Linked DNA regions of Rattus norvegicus: region 1 is linked to region 2. The links are chromatin contacts, called in public Hi-C maps. All regions are on one chromosome and are shown on one strand. Each heading gives the region's core, a stretch centred on a gene start, on an enhancer-like site or on the middle of the called end of the contact. The rest is flanking DNA. Distances are from core to core; before and after follow the strand shown. Region 1 holds the start of G2e3 (G2/M-phase specific E3 ubiquitin protein ligase). Region 2 has its middle 73 kb from the start of G2e3.

Evidence for each region. A called contact is a pair of places that touch in the nucleus more often than the background predicts.
Region 1: a contact with region 2 is called in a Hi-C map of the A7r5 cell line, with 2.7 times the contacts expected there. The contact joins the promoter of G2e3 here to the enhancer-like site in region 2. A contact is called at or near these places in 3 of 12 Hi-C or Micro-C datasets (the A7r5 cell line, frontal cortex and kidney).

The regions. Positions count from the first base shown.
Region 1 is chr6:74,495,155-74,501,165 of GRCr8, forward strand. It overlaps G2e3 (G2/M-phase specific E3 ubiquitin protein ligase), which reads left to right and starts at 4,432. Exons shown (of 15, transcript NM_001106726.1): 1 at 4,432-4,512.
Region 2 is chr6:74,423,587-74,430,020 of GRCr8, forward strand. No RefSeq gene overlaps it. Among named protein-coding and RNA genes, the nearest start is that of G2e3, 73 kb to the right of the region's middle. Within about 2 kb of position 3,470, at least 1 of the 93 cell types and tissues checked has an H3K27ac peak or open chromatin away from gene starts, as enhancers often do. A contact at or near this core is called in the A7r5 cell line, where this site is marked.

The sequences.
Region 1 (6,011 bases), core at 3,182-5,681, 73 kb after region 2:
ATAGCAGATATTTACATTACAATTCATAAGAGTAGCAAAATTCCATTTAAGTAGTAGTAGTAACAATGGGACCTCATAAAATTGCAAAGCTTCTGTAAGGCAAAGGACACTGTTAATAGAGCCAAATGGTGATCAACAGATTGGGAAAAGATCTTTACCAATCCTGCATCCGATAGAGGGCTAATTTCTGATATGTACAAGAAGTTAAACTCCAGACAACCAAATAATCCTATTAAAAATTGGGTACAGAGCTAAACAAAGAATTCTCAACATCAAGGGATATCAAACATCGGAGTAGCACCTAAAGACATGTTCAGCATCCTTAGTCATCAGGGAAATGCAAATCAAAACAACCCTGAGATTCTATAATGACCAGCCTGTGACTTGGTGGCAAGTTGGACCACTTCCTCCATGGAAAGGACAATGTGTTGTCCTTACTGGAGTAGATACTTGTTCTGGGTATGGATTTGCCTTTCCTGCATGTTATGCGTCTGCCAAAACCATCATTCATGGACTTAAGGAATGTTTTGTCCACTGTCATGATATTCCACATAGTTTTACTTCTGACCAAGGAACTCACTTCACAGTCAAAGAAGTGGAAACAGTGGGCTCAGAAACATGGGATCTAGTCTTACCATGTTCCCCACCATCCTGAGGCAGCCGACACGATAGAAAGATGGAATAACCCTTTGAAGACACAGTCACAGAGCCAATTAAGTGGCAGTAGCATGGTGGATTGGGGCAAAGTTCTCTAAAAGACAGTGTAAGTTTTGAATCAACAACCCATATATGGTATGGTTTCTCATAGTCCAGAAAACAAGGAGTGGAAAAGGGAATAAATAGTTCTGTTCAATGAGGGGTGCCTCATTATCCACTAGGAAACGTTTTCCACTTTCTGTTCTGCTGGCCTAGACATTTTGGTTCCAGAGCTGGGAGCTCTCCCTCCAGGAGCCACAGGAAACATTGCATTGAATTAGAAACTCGGTCTTCTCCCTGGCTACTTTGGACTTCTGATGCCCTAAAGTCAACAGGCTAAGAAAGGAGGGGTGGTCGATCCAGATTACCACAGGGAGAATTGGATTGCTTCTCCACAATGAAGGTAAGTAGGATTATGTCTGAAGTGCAGATCCTTTTGGGCATCTCCTGGTGCTACCATATCCTAGGATTAAAGCCTATGGGAATCCAGGTAGGATGACGAAGGACATAGACCCTTCAGAAACGAAGCTATGGGTTACTCCTTTAGGAGCAGAGCCAAGACCTGCTGAGGTGCTTGCTGAAGGACACACAGGATGGGTAGTAGAGGACAGTAGTAAGATACCAGCCAAGAGTATGTGACCAGATAGAGAGAAAGAGGATTATAACTGACTTGAGTGTTTCTGTTGTAGTTTGTTAAGAATGAGTTCATGCAATATGTGTGTTGTCTTTTTTCAGTTACTTTATCATGCGATGTAACATCAATTAGGCATGGTTATGACCTGGTTAAATCCATAATGTGTTTGCAGTCGTACATGGCATAGTTTATATTATGTTTAGGTGTTACTATGTCCTGGTTATGGTTTTCATTTGGAAATTAGTTGACAAGGAGTGAGTTTATGATGATTATTCTTGGTTGTCAACTTTACTACATGTGGAATGACTTAAAGCTCAAAAATGGAGGGCACACCTTCGAGGAATTTCCGCTTAATTTGAAGTGGGAAGATCTTTAGGGTAGGAAAACACACCTTTCCATTCAGATCTTTAACAAAGATCTAATCTGGTCCACACTTTCTGCTGTAAGCCTAAGGACACAGAAGGAGGAAGCTTTTGCACTTTGCCTGCTTGCTAGCAAGTCTATTCCTCTACTGGGGTTAGAGCCAGGATTCCAGTGTACACTGAAAACCAACGGAGACATCCAGCCTTATGGTCTGAGCAACTCCTGGATTCTTGAACCTTCTGTTCACAGGCAGCTATTGTTGGTTTAGCTGGACTTCAGCTTGCAAGTCATTCTAATAAAACACTTTTCTATATAGATTCATTCTATACATTCTTGTTTGTCTAGAGAACCCTAATACAGGGAGTATTCTCAAAGAAATCTGAATACGTCCAACTTTTTGGATTTTTGTGTGTGTTTTGTGTGTGTTTTGTTTTTGTTTTTGTTTTTTGTTTGTTTGTTTGTTTTGGTTTTTTTTTTTTTTTTTTTTTTTAGTGCCCTAGAAAAATGCACTATCACTATGAGGAACTAGGAGTTAGACCCCCTGGTTGGCAGACAGGTAAGGGAGTGGTAGTTAATATAGTCAAGGGAAGGCAATAGAAAGGTGTCGAATTTTCAAAACAGCAGGCTTCTTCCTCACCATCCCGATTTGAGATAAGAACATGGTAATTTAAAACAAAGGCCCTGTAGGCTTCCGGCTCCTAGTTGCAGGCCCCCTGCTAAGAGACTGGCTGAACTGGTTCAACGCCGGATCAGGATTGGTTACATCACCATGGTGGGCTAATTAACCATTCCATCTTTCTTCAAACTGACCAACTCTTCAGTAGGTGGAGGAATTAAAAAAAAAAAAAAAAAAAAAAAAAAAAAAAAAAAAAAAGCCAGCCCCAGAGAAGAGCCTGAGTTTGTGTCTTCTGAATGCTGGTGTTTCCTGGTTTCCTCAATCCTTTTTCTTCTATAGCTGATTCAGTAGCTGCTGTCTCTGGTATTTGCTGAGCTTTTTCTGATCCTGTTATGCTCAGGAGTTTTCCTGCCCTTTAATTCTTTAACGGGCAGAGAAAATGAACCGACTTGACTGTATCAACTGAACTACCTTGCCTACTCTAGAATATTCAACTTAGCTTCAAGGTCAGCTTGAGACTTTTCATTCCTGTGAGAGATATAACTTACTGGAGAGAAAGTGCAAATAATTATAAAATACATAGAAAAACATATTTAGTTTCTGCCTTCAATCTCTCTCTCTCTCTCTCTCTCTCTCTCTCTCTCTCTATATATATATATATATATATATATATATATATATATATATTATGGTACATAATATTCATGCGGAACATTAAGTACTAGAATAGGAAGGGCAATATGTGGCTATATCATTCTTACGTTTTGTTTTCATTTTATGTGATGGTTGTTTTGCCTCGTGTATGCACAGCATGTGTACTCAGTGGCTGAGGAAACCAGATCCCTTGAAACTCAAGTTCTAGGTTGTGAACCATCGTGTGGGTGCTCTGACTGAACCCCGGACCAATGGAAGAGCAGCCAGTGCTCTTTGCTGCTGATCCAGGTCTCCAGACCCTCAATTACTGTTGAATGAATGTAAACAGCCTAGCCAGCTAAGATTCAGTCACACATTCATTTACCCTGCCTGTTTCTGTATTCAGAATGTATTCCATTCCTAACAATTTTCCTTTAAAAAACAAAATTGGCAGTATCAGATTGTCTCAATCTGAATATTCAGTTGTTTATAACGTTAAAAAAATTCCTCCCTCTTTTGCCTTCGCTATTTACCAGTCACAGTGCCAGAGATGATATTAGTAGTTTGCTGTTCCTTCCTGAAATTTTTGTATTGCCACAGGCACATACATTACTTCAAAAGGGTATTACATAGTCCTTCTAAAGTTGACTTCTCAGTATTTCGAAATCTTATCTTTGAACGCTTTCAGTATCAGTATATAAAACCCAAAAACATTACTTTATTGGTGAACATATCTCCCATTTCCCAGTTTAAAAATGTTACATCGGTTAAAAAATTACTAATTCGTGCTAGGTATCTAGATTCTAGAAATCCAACAAATCATTCAAGTTGTGTTTTGAAAGGCGCAGACGAAGCGCAGTTAGGATAAATCAAGTTCGAATCAGCTCTATCAGGTGTTAGTTGACCCGCCGTTAATCCTAGCTCTAATGTTCCAGTTCGGTTCTTTCAGATGTCTGCCTAAAGGACCTAAATCCTTGTGGAAGTTTCCTCTCAAATGTAATCCCTTCAGAAACTCCAGACATTTGGGATTAAAATTTTCATTCTGGCCCTCGCTAAAGAAAACCGACAACCTAAGAGCCAAGCAAGGATCTTTTAGGACAATAGAGAACTGTGATGCAAAAGAATTCCTTAAGGGAGAGGGCTAGGAGAAAACAAACGCATTCGCTCGCGTTCTCATTAGCATGGGTACACCTATTTTCAGCAGGCGGCCTGTTGGGGGGTGACTGGTGCACTCCGCACGTCTCCGGGGACGTGCAGGACAGGGGGTTGTTTTCTTGGCCAGGCCGGCGCATCTGTCCTTGCGCACAGGCCTAAATTCACACCAGAAGCCACGGCGCAGACGCAGCCTCCCACCGTTCACGTCCCCGGGGAGGGGCGGAGCAGTCGTGTCTTCCGGGTCGCAAGCGGAAGTGGACAAATTTGAATTCTGCGAGCCGTTGGATGGGGCCGAGCCGGGTGGGCGTACGACAGCGCTGCGGTCGACGTGAGCGGTAACGCATCGACCCTGGGACTTATACTCCGCGCCTGGTGAGGACGTGTCCCGGAGGGACTGAGGGTCACGGGCGGCCGGGTAGGTGTGAGCGGTGGGCGCTTCTCCTTGCGCTGGACGGTGCGCACCGCCGCTGTCGAGCCCGGAGCGGCTCTTTATTAGTTAAAGACAGAAGTGGGGAGGGTTGCACGGGAGGGGTGCTCGTTGTGGCTCCCAGTTGCTCCTGAGACCGGTCCCTCAGCGCAAGGAAATGACAGCCTTGAAGTGCCTCGAGGGGATTTAAGCTGAAATCCGAGTATCCTTTGTGTTTAAAACCGGGGTATTTTTCTTTCACGCCTTGACATTTCTTGTCTACCGCAAAAATCTGAGCTCTATTGCTCACTTAAACAGGCTACAGTAGCAGCGGTCGCTCTCAGATGTTAGTTTGCTAACAATGGGGATAGGGTCTAGTGTCACCCCCCAACCCCCACCCCGTTCTGTCCGGTCCCCGCTTTTCACCCTCTTCATTCATTTGGGTGACTGTTATTATCGAGTTATTTTAGAGGAACTCAGAGCATCAAGAGTTGAGTTTTCTTCCAGCGTTTTTGTTTGGGTTTTCTGTTTATCTTTTATGATGAACTGGACTCACAAACCCCGACAAAAAGCCATACGTTTTTGAACGGCTTAGATGTGCACGGTAAACGTAAACTTTCTTCTGAAAGAAGTTCTGTATTTTGCCCTATTGAAAACTGTCACGTTGCTTGTGTACTTTGTAGAAAAAAAGATCCTTTTAAGGTTTTAGCAACTGGGTAATGTGTCATCAAAATGTATAAGTATCACTTTAAAGTGGTTCTTAGTAACATCCAAAGTAAAATAATTTACTCATCCTCCTTCACGCCTGCGAATGAATGTTGTTTTCAGTATTCACCAAGAAGGAAAAAATTAAATAGCAAGCTCATTGAAATGAAAGTTTTCATTCAGTCAGGCTGCCACAAAGCTATTGGCTTCCCTTTCCCAAAGAGTGCAGTCAAATCTGCTAGCTTCATAAATGGTACCAGCAAGTCACCTGTTTTAGATTTTCTGTATCCTAATGTGCTTGCGCTTCCACTCTCTTCCTTTGTTTTTGTCTTTAACCTACATCAATAAATGTTATACTCATTATATGTATAAAGGCTCCTTCAATTCTGATGCCTTGGATAATTGCCTTTTAACTGAAAAGTTAGACTATTCTATCAGAGGTTTGAAAACATGGTCTTCTTAGGAAAAACCTGGTAATCTATTAAAGACATATTAAAGACTAGAACCAGACTTCTTGTTTAGAATTCTCATCGCTAGTACCTCATAGCTGTGTGACCTTGACTGGGGGAGCTGTGTAACCTCCCGGAGTCAAGTCTCTTAAGTGTATCACGGGGATAAAGACTTCCTTGTGTGATTATGATGGGGATTCAAGGAAGTATTACATGTATATGAAGCACGGTTAATGAGAGCAGATGTCTAAAGTGTAGCTACTAACCATGGTACAGCCATAGCATGCATTTTCATTAACTTGACAGCGTATATGAGATACATACAGTTTTCATAAGTAGACTAGTAATTTGTTC
Region 2 (6,434 bases), core at 2,220-4,719:
TATCGCTTATACACACTTGGAGAGGGAAGAGCCTAGTAAATCTGGTCAGTTTCAGTTACTTCCTAATGCTTTTGAGTTGTTTACTTCCTATGTTTAAAGAGCTTCCCTACAGGGTGGAATGTTTTACTCCCTTTAGAGCATCCTCTCTTGTTATAGATTCCTGCCAACATAGAATGTTTTCTCTTGATTTAGAGGAAATAGCTATGCCAATGTCCTCCAGACCCCAACTAATGTAAAATCACTTCCACCCCACCCCACTTCAACAAAAATCTGTCAAGTTATTCAGAATCTCCCCTGCCCCTGGTGTCTCTTGTGGGTAATTTTCCCTCCACTAACCCTACCTGACTCCTAGACTGTAAATCTCCACTTCTTCATGCTGTACTAGGAATGGGGTTCATGTCTATTCTGAAGCCTCTTCTTATTGCAATATTTCCTGCACACAATATGAATCTGTTTTTACCACATTGCTGTCTAGCTCTAGGTTTTTCTTTAATTATATGAAATTTTGTGATAATAAATTGATAGCGAAAAGTAATAAACATGCTTCAACCTGGAAAGTTTTTATTTAAACTGCTTACATATATTGAAAAGTCAAACTGGTGCCTTTAAAGCTCCAAGTTCTCTGGTTATCTGTAAAACTCGTGTGCGATCGCCACCAGAAAGTTCCACGCTTCCTTTAGATGTGAACCTCTGTCTGCTCCTCTTAAAAGTGAGACAAGGGTTCAGATTACAGGTCCATTCAATTCTTGGCTCTGCTGCTCGGGCTGCCAATTAGAGCATTTTGCAATACAGACATCTGTCCACTGGACCGAGACCAGCTCATTTCACAAAGCTAACTCTAACTAACTCTCTGTGGCAACCTGCGTTGGATTCCAGCTCGCGCCCTCTGGGGTTACAGGGCTTCCTCTTCTATCCCTAAATCCTCTAAACAGCCGGAAGTTAGGCAAACTCATTTTCAAAGCTAACTAATTACAAAATTAAAAAGTCATCCCTGTGTGCTGTGGTTGATGGAACTTTTACTGATGCTTTTACTTACATTCATGGTTCACACACAAGAAAAGTCACTCACGCCCACTTTTATTCGTGGAATCTGTGAGGGTTCGAATCGTCTTGAGACAAATGTATGTGGTAAGTATGGCTTAGACGGATTTCCGGTGAGCCGCTGCTATCTGTTAGCAGGGAGCTAATGGCTGCCAGCTTCCGTGTCCTGAAGGTATCTGCTGAATACCTGAGAAACTTTCTCTTTGCAATATAATTAATTTTTCTTTTCAAGGTAAGGAGTTCTATAAAGAGAAAGGTAACACTTGAAGTAACACTAGTCCGGATGTAGTTTAGATTTTTCAGGGAATATAGAATTGCTCTGAAAGAAGAAAGTCGTGAACGTAGCTTTATTGTTACATTTTTTTTATATAGTGGGTGTGTGAAGTAATTAGCTTCCAGGTAAAGATGACGTAACTATATTGATCCAGGCACCTGGCTCTCGCACACTTAATGAATCATGCAAACTGGCAAGAAGAGCTATAAAATTCCACCTGCTGCTTTTCTGTCCCCTGAGCGGGCGTTTATAAAGGAGGGAAACCTTGCTCACAAGTTGAGAGAGACAATGGTGAGAGAGGCTTCAGTGATTCCAGATCATGGGTATAAAGGAAACAAGGTGCTGTGTCGGTTCCTTGTGGTATGATGTTAAAATGACTTGGGTGATGGTAGCACTGTCCAGCTAAAATGACGGCTGTGCCATGAGATGCACAAGCGTCTGTCAGAAGACACCTGTCATTCACACAAAGCTCCAAACTTTATCAAGCTGAATGCCGACGACAGCTAACACTGAACTACTCCATGCCTGCCCCTATTTTACCTTTCTAAGATGCAGGTGTTGAATAAACCCCATTTCTTTGGACAGGAAGAAACAACACAAATTATAAAGGTCTTCTTGTTGTGTATACTTGGGCAATTAAAATTTCCTTTTTCATAGCCAATGGCCCCTGTAGCTGCAGCCTGTTAAAAGTACAAAATTTTTAAGATCTGGGGAATATTTGTGCCAGGGACAATACTTGACCAAACATAATTAGCCGAATTTAGATAAACTCTCAATCTGGCTTTCTTTAACTTGAATAGAAAAACATCACACACTTCATTGAACATAAATGAATTTGAAAATGAACATTTGGATTATCTGTAAGAATATTTTCCCAGAATAATAGGCCCAAGATTTTTGATATGCTGCATACAGTTCTTTGTTGACCCAAAGAATACGTCAGCCTTCTGTTTTCTCTGTCTCCCCCTATTTGCTGATTTTTGTTAATATTTATAATAACAGAAATAGTAGGTGAGGGAAAGCAATAGAATAACAGATCCATTGAAGTCTTTACTCTTTGTTTTTTTTTTTTCAGTGCTTCTCATGCATTTTCTTGGGGATAATTAGAGATAAATGGTATGGTATTATGTTTGCTCAGATAGCAATACAAAAATGCCTATTTCCGTCACTTTCAGTAATAGACTTTCAAGCTATATTTTCCTCAAACTTGATCCTCATTATTCCAGTAATATTTAAGCTATTAATTTCTCCAGAGAGTGCTTTTTGAAAATGGTAAATTATAAGACAAATCCTAAAATTACATTTTCTTTAATTTACAGTATTGTTCAAGCTGTACTGTTAGCATAAATGAATAGTCTGAGCTGCAGTCTGCAATAAAGCCTTGAGCATTAAACAGTTGGCTTGGAGACAGAAACATTAAGAATATGATTGAATTTTTTTTTTACAGAAGATGAAATAACAGCGTGCGCAAAGGCTCATTTATGATAATTCTAACATTTCTGCTACAGTTATAGAAACGTAACAACATTTACCAAAGAGAAAGGGAGAAAAGAAAGAAAGTGAGAGAGGTGAAGGGCTTTACTTTCTAGCCGACTGCAATGATATTGATTGTGCCCTTCGTGAAGCGATATTCGCAGTTCCGTGTGTGTTCCCCTTCTTTTGAGTTTCAAGTTTACCCTTTGGGGGGAAAAATACAAAAGCAGGGCTTTTCAAAACAGAAATCAGTGAAAGCAAATGTGTTTGTACTCGACGTCTAAAGCACAGGCATGTTATAAACACGTTGGGAGCTGCTGGAGACGGGGGGGGGGGGATGCTGGGGGGGACAATGGAATCTATAAGGGGCTATAAAACACCAGCATGCTGTATATTTCATCAGCCACTAATCATGCCAATGTACAATGAAATTGTGTAGAAGTTTGTCCTGAGTCTAAGGGTGTATTTACTATACTTCATTACGCACTAGTTATATCCGCTTTCCTTTCGTTTTACCTTTTTCAAGGATAGGAATTTTAAAATAAAGATAGAGACTACCTTTCCATACGACTGTGAAGACCAATCTACTTGGAGACATGGACAATCTGGTTGGTACATGACTAACAATAGCCAGGGCTAGGCAAGAAAAGGAAACGCTTTAAATTCTCCCAGACTAAAATCACTACCGCCATCTAGTGGTGACTGACTGTGAGTCTCCCAAATTCCAGAACACATCAACAATTTTTTTAAATGCCATTTTGTTTTTAAATCCGTGCTTATGTCAGAGAGTTGCGCTTTATAGGGAGTTTGGCGAATTTTTGTTAGTTTTCTGGAAGACGACACTACAATCTGAAGAAAGTGGCGTCGTGAGCTGTAGCGTTTCACTTCTGAAGCCGATAGCTTAAAATGGCAGGGCTGCCGTGTAGGTAGGGAGGCTTGACACCGTGGGCAGGACACACCACTGAGTGATAAAAGCCCTACCAGGGTTCAGGATGGTGCCCGGAATACAGCACGTTGGCAGGAGAGCAGGTGGAGGTAACCACAGCATCAGAAGCCTGTGACTGACTGTTTTTAAAGACTTGTGAGCAGGCGTTCAGCCTTAGGCCCAGAGGGGAAGAATGTTAACACGGGAGTCTCACCAAGAGTCTGAGTGGACCAGCCCTGTTAAATTCCCCCCAGTTTGCTACCATGAGATTATATCCCTTTTTGTCTAATCATATTAATCTGAACAAGTGACCACTTCTCATTTAACCAATGCAAAAAGTTTTGCCTGTTTCCTTGGGTTTGCATTTCTGAAGTCTACCGTGTCAGAGAAAACTGACTAAATGTGTTTTGTTTATTTGCTTGTTTTTCTCTTTTTTCCCTGGTGTTTCCGGGTGTTGTTCCAGGTGTCAGGCATAAGTGCTGTCAAGGGGAGGAAAAGGTATTACTACATGCTCTCTCTTACAGCATATGCAACACCACACACACACACACACACACACACACACACACACACACACAACTCAGAGAAAGTTTTCTTCAGTGAGCACGGACTGGGAAGGACTTCAAAAGACAGACAAAACTTAAGTCATTTTGAAAGAGAGAGAATGAGGTATACAGCCAGAGAAGACCAAGAAAGGTGTGCCCGTCAGTGAAACAGTCAGAGAAGCCTGGAAGACAGTGTATGGCCCAGAGGATCACAGACAACTTCCTCCCTGCAAACCTTCTCTTCTATACATGTGGCCAAGAAGGTGAGGGAGTGTAGAATGTGTAGAAATTGGTATAGGGATAGCTTCTAGGATGGTCTTACATGACAAGGTAAAGAGTGCTTCACTATATCCATGGACTCTACACAGCTTACAATAGGCAGTAATGTGTCCTAGAAACACAGGACCTTGTGCTCCGACACAAGCACAAGTCAATATTGTCTTCAAACTCTTTGTGGGGGTCGTTAGCAGGTGGAGAGTGAAGGTGTTGAGGGACACAGTGGGGTACTGAGCCCTGGAAAGGCCCCTGTGTCACTGATGTGAAGGACAGTGGGATAAGATTACAGTGTATTCCATGGTGGCTGGTGTATTTCCCTTGTACAGCTAATACACGTAAGGCTGCCATCCTGGTTACCAGCGTTTGGTCTTCCTCCCCTCCCGTTCCCCTCTTTGAGCACTTCGTACTTTCCTGTGAAGTGTTTTAAGGTTATTATTAATTCTATAATGATTTGCCATATACAATCTCTTAACAAATTATCTATAGTTACGCCGTGTTGGTTGGTAAGGGTGTTGATGTTGTTGTTTGGTTTATTTTGGTTTTGTTTTTTGTTTTGTATGCAATCCCTTAACAAATTATAATTTGTTATAGATTATCTGTAATTTGTTATGCCTCCATTGCATATATGCAGTTTCTTAACAAACTATCTATAATTATGCCCGTGCTCGTTAGTTAGGGTGTTGCTGTTGAGTTGGGGTTCAGGAGTCACTGAAGGAAGACCTCCAGACTCAGACAGTGTCAAGAACAAAAAGCATTTACTCTGCTGAAACAACCAGCACGCATGGGTCACCACTGCATCAAGGTGGCGACCCCAGACAAAGGCACGAAGGCCTTCTTATTGGGAACCGGGAGGTCTCTCTAGAAGGATTAGGTAATCAGTAATGTGATTGGTAGGACCCAAGGCTCTGACATTAGTACAGTTTTGATTGGCTACTATGTTAGGGTTAGGCAATCTAAAACCTCATTGTTGGGTGCCAGGATGCCCCATGGGCTGCATTCCTTCATGATGAAGGTTAATCACAGGATGGGCTGCCAGCACACAAAGGCCTATCCTGAGATAAGATCTCCCATCCATGTGGCTATCGTCACACTGTTCCTACTCTTCCTCAGGTGGGGGACTTTATTGTCTTCTTCCTGGACCTCAGGATCTGCTGCTGTAGTGGATCACATATGGGCTAGTTTCTTAGTCTGCTTCTGGAGCCAGTGTCTTAAGGCTTTTTTTGAAATCAGGCCTGGTCCTTAAATGGAAACAAGTGGGGTTCTTAAATGGAGACAAGTGAGGCTCTTAAATGAAGACAAGTGGGGTTCATGTTGCCCTTTCAGTTGTTGTTGCTGTTGCTGTTTGGTTTATTTTTGCTTAGTTTTTCAATCAGTTTCACACAAGCTCCGATCACCTGGGAAGAGGGAACTTTGGTTAAAGAATTCCTCCATCAGACTGGCCTGTAGGCAAGTTGTGAGACAGTGCTACCCCAAGGCAGATAGAGCAAAACAAGATGAAGCCAGTTTTTGTCATGTTCATAAATTAAAAATCAAAATGTTAGGGCCAACGAGATATTTCAGTGGTTAAGAGCAGTAGCCGCTCTTCCAGAGGACCTAAGTTCAATTCCTAGCCCCCACATGGCAGCTCACAACTGTCTGATATCTAATTATTGGCCAGGGAATAATCCCAGCACTAAGGCGGCAGAGGCAAGCGGATCTCCATGAGGCCAGCCTGGCCTACAGAGCGAGTTCCAGAAGAGTCAAGGCTACACAGAAAAACTCTCGTCTCCAAAAATAGAAGGGGGCCAAGGGGATAAAAATATGCAGGAGAAAAACAGGAAACTATACATGGAGATAAAAAGATGTATAAATTTACTTATGACTCATAACTTTTTTCAAACTTGTTTGACCAAGAACTCTC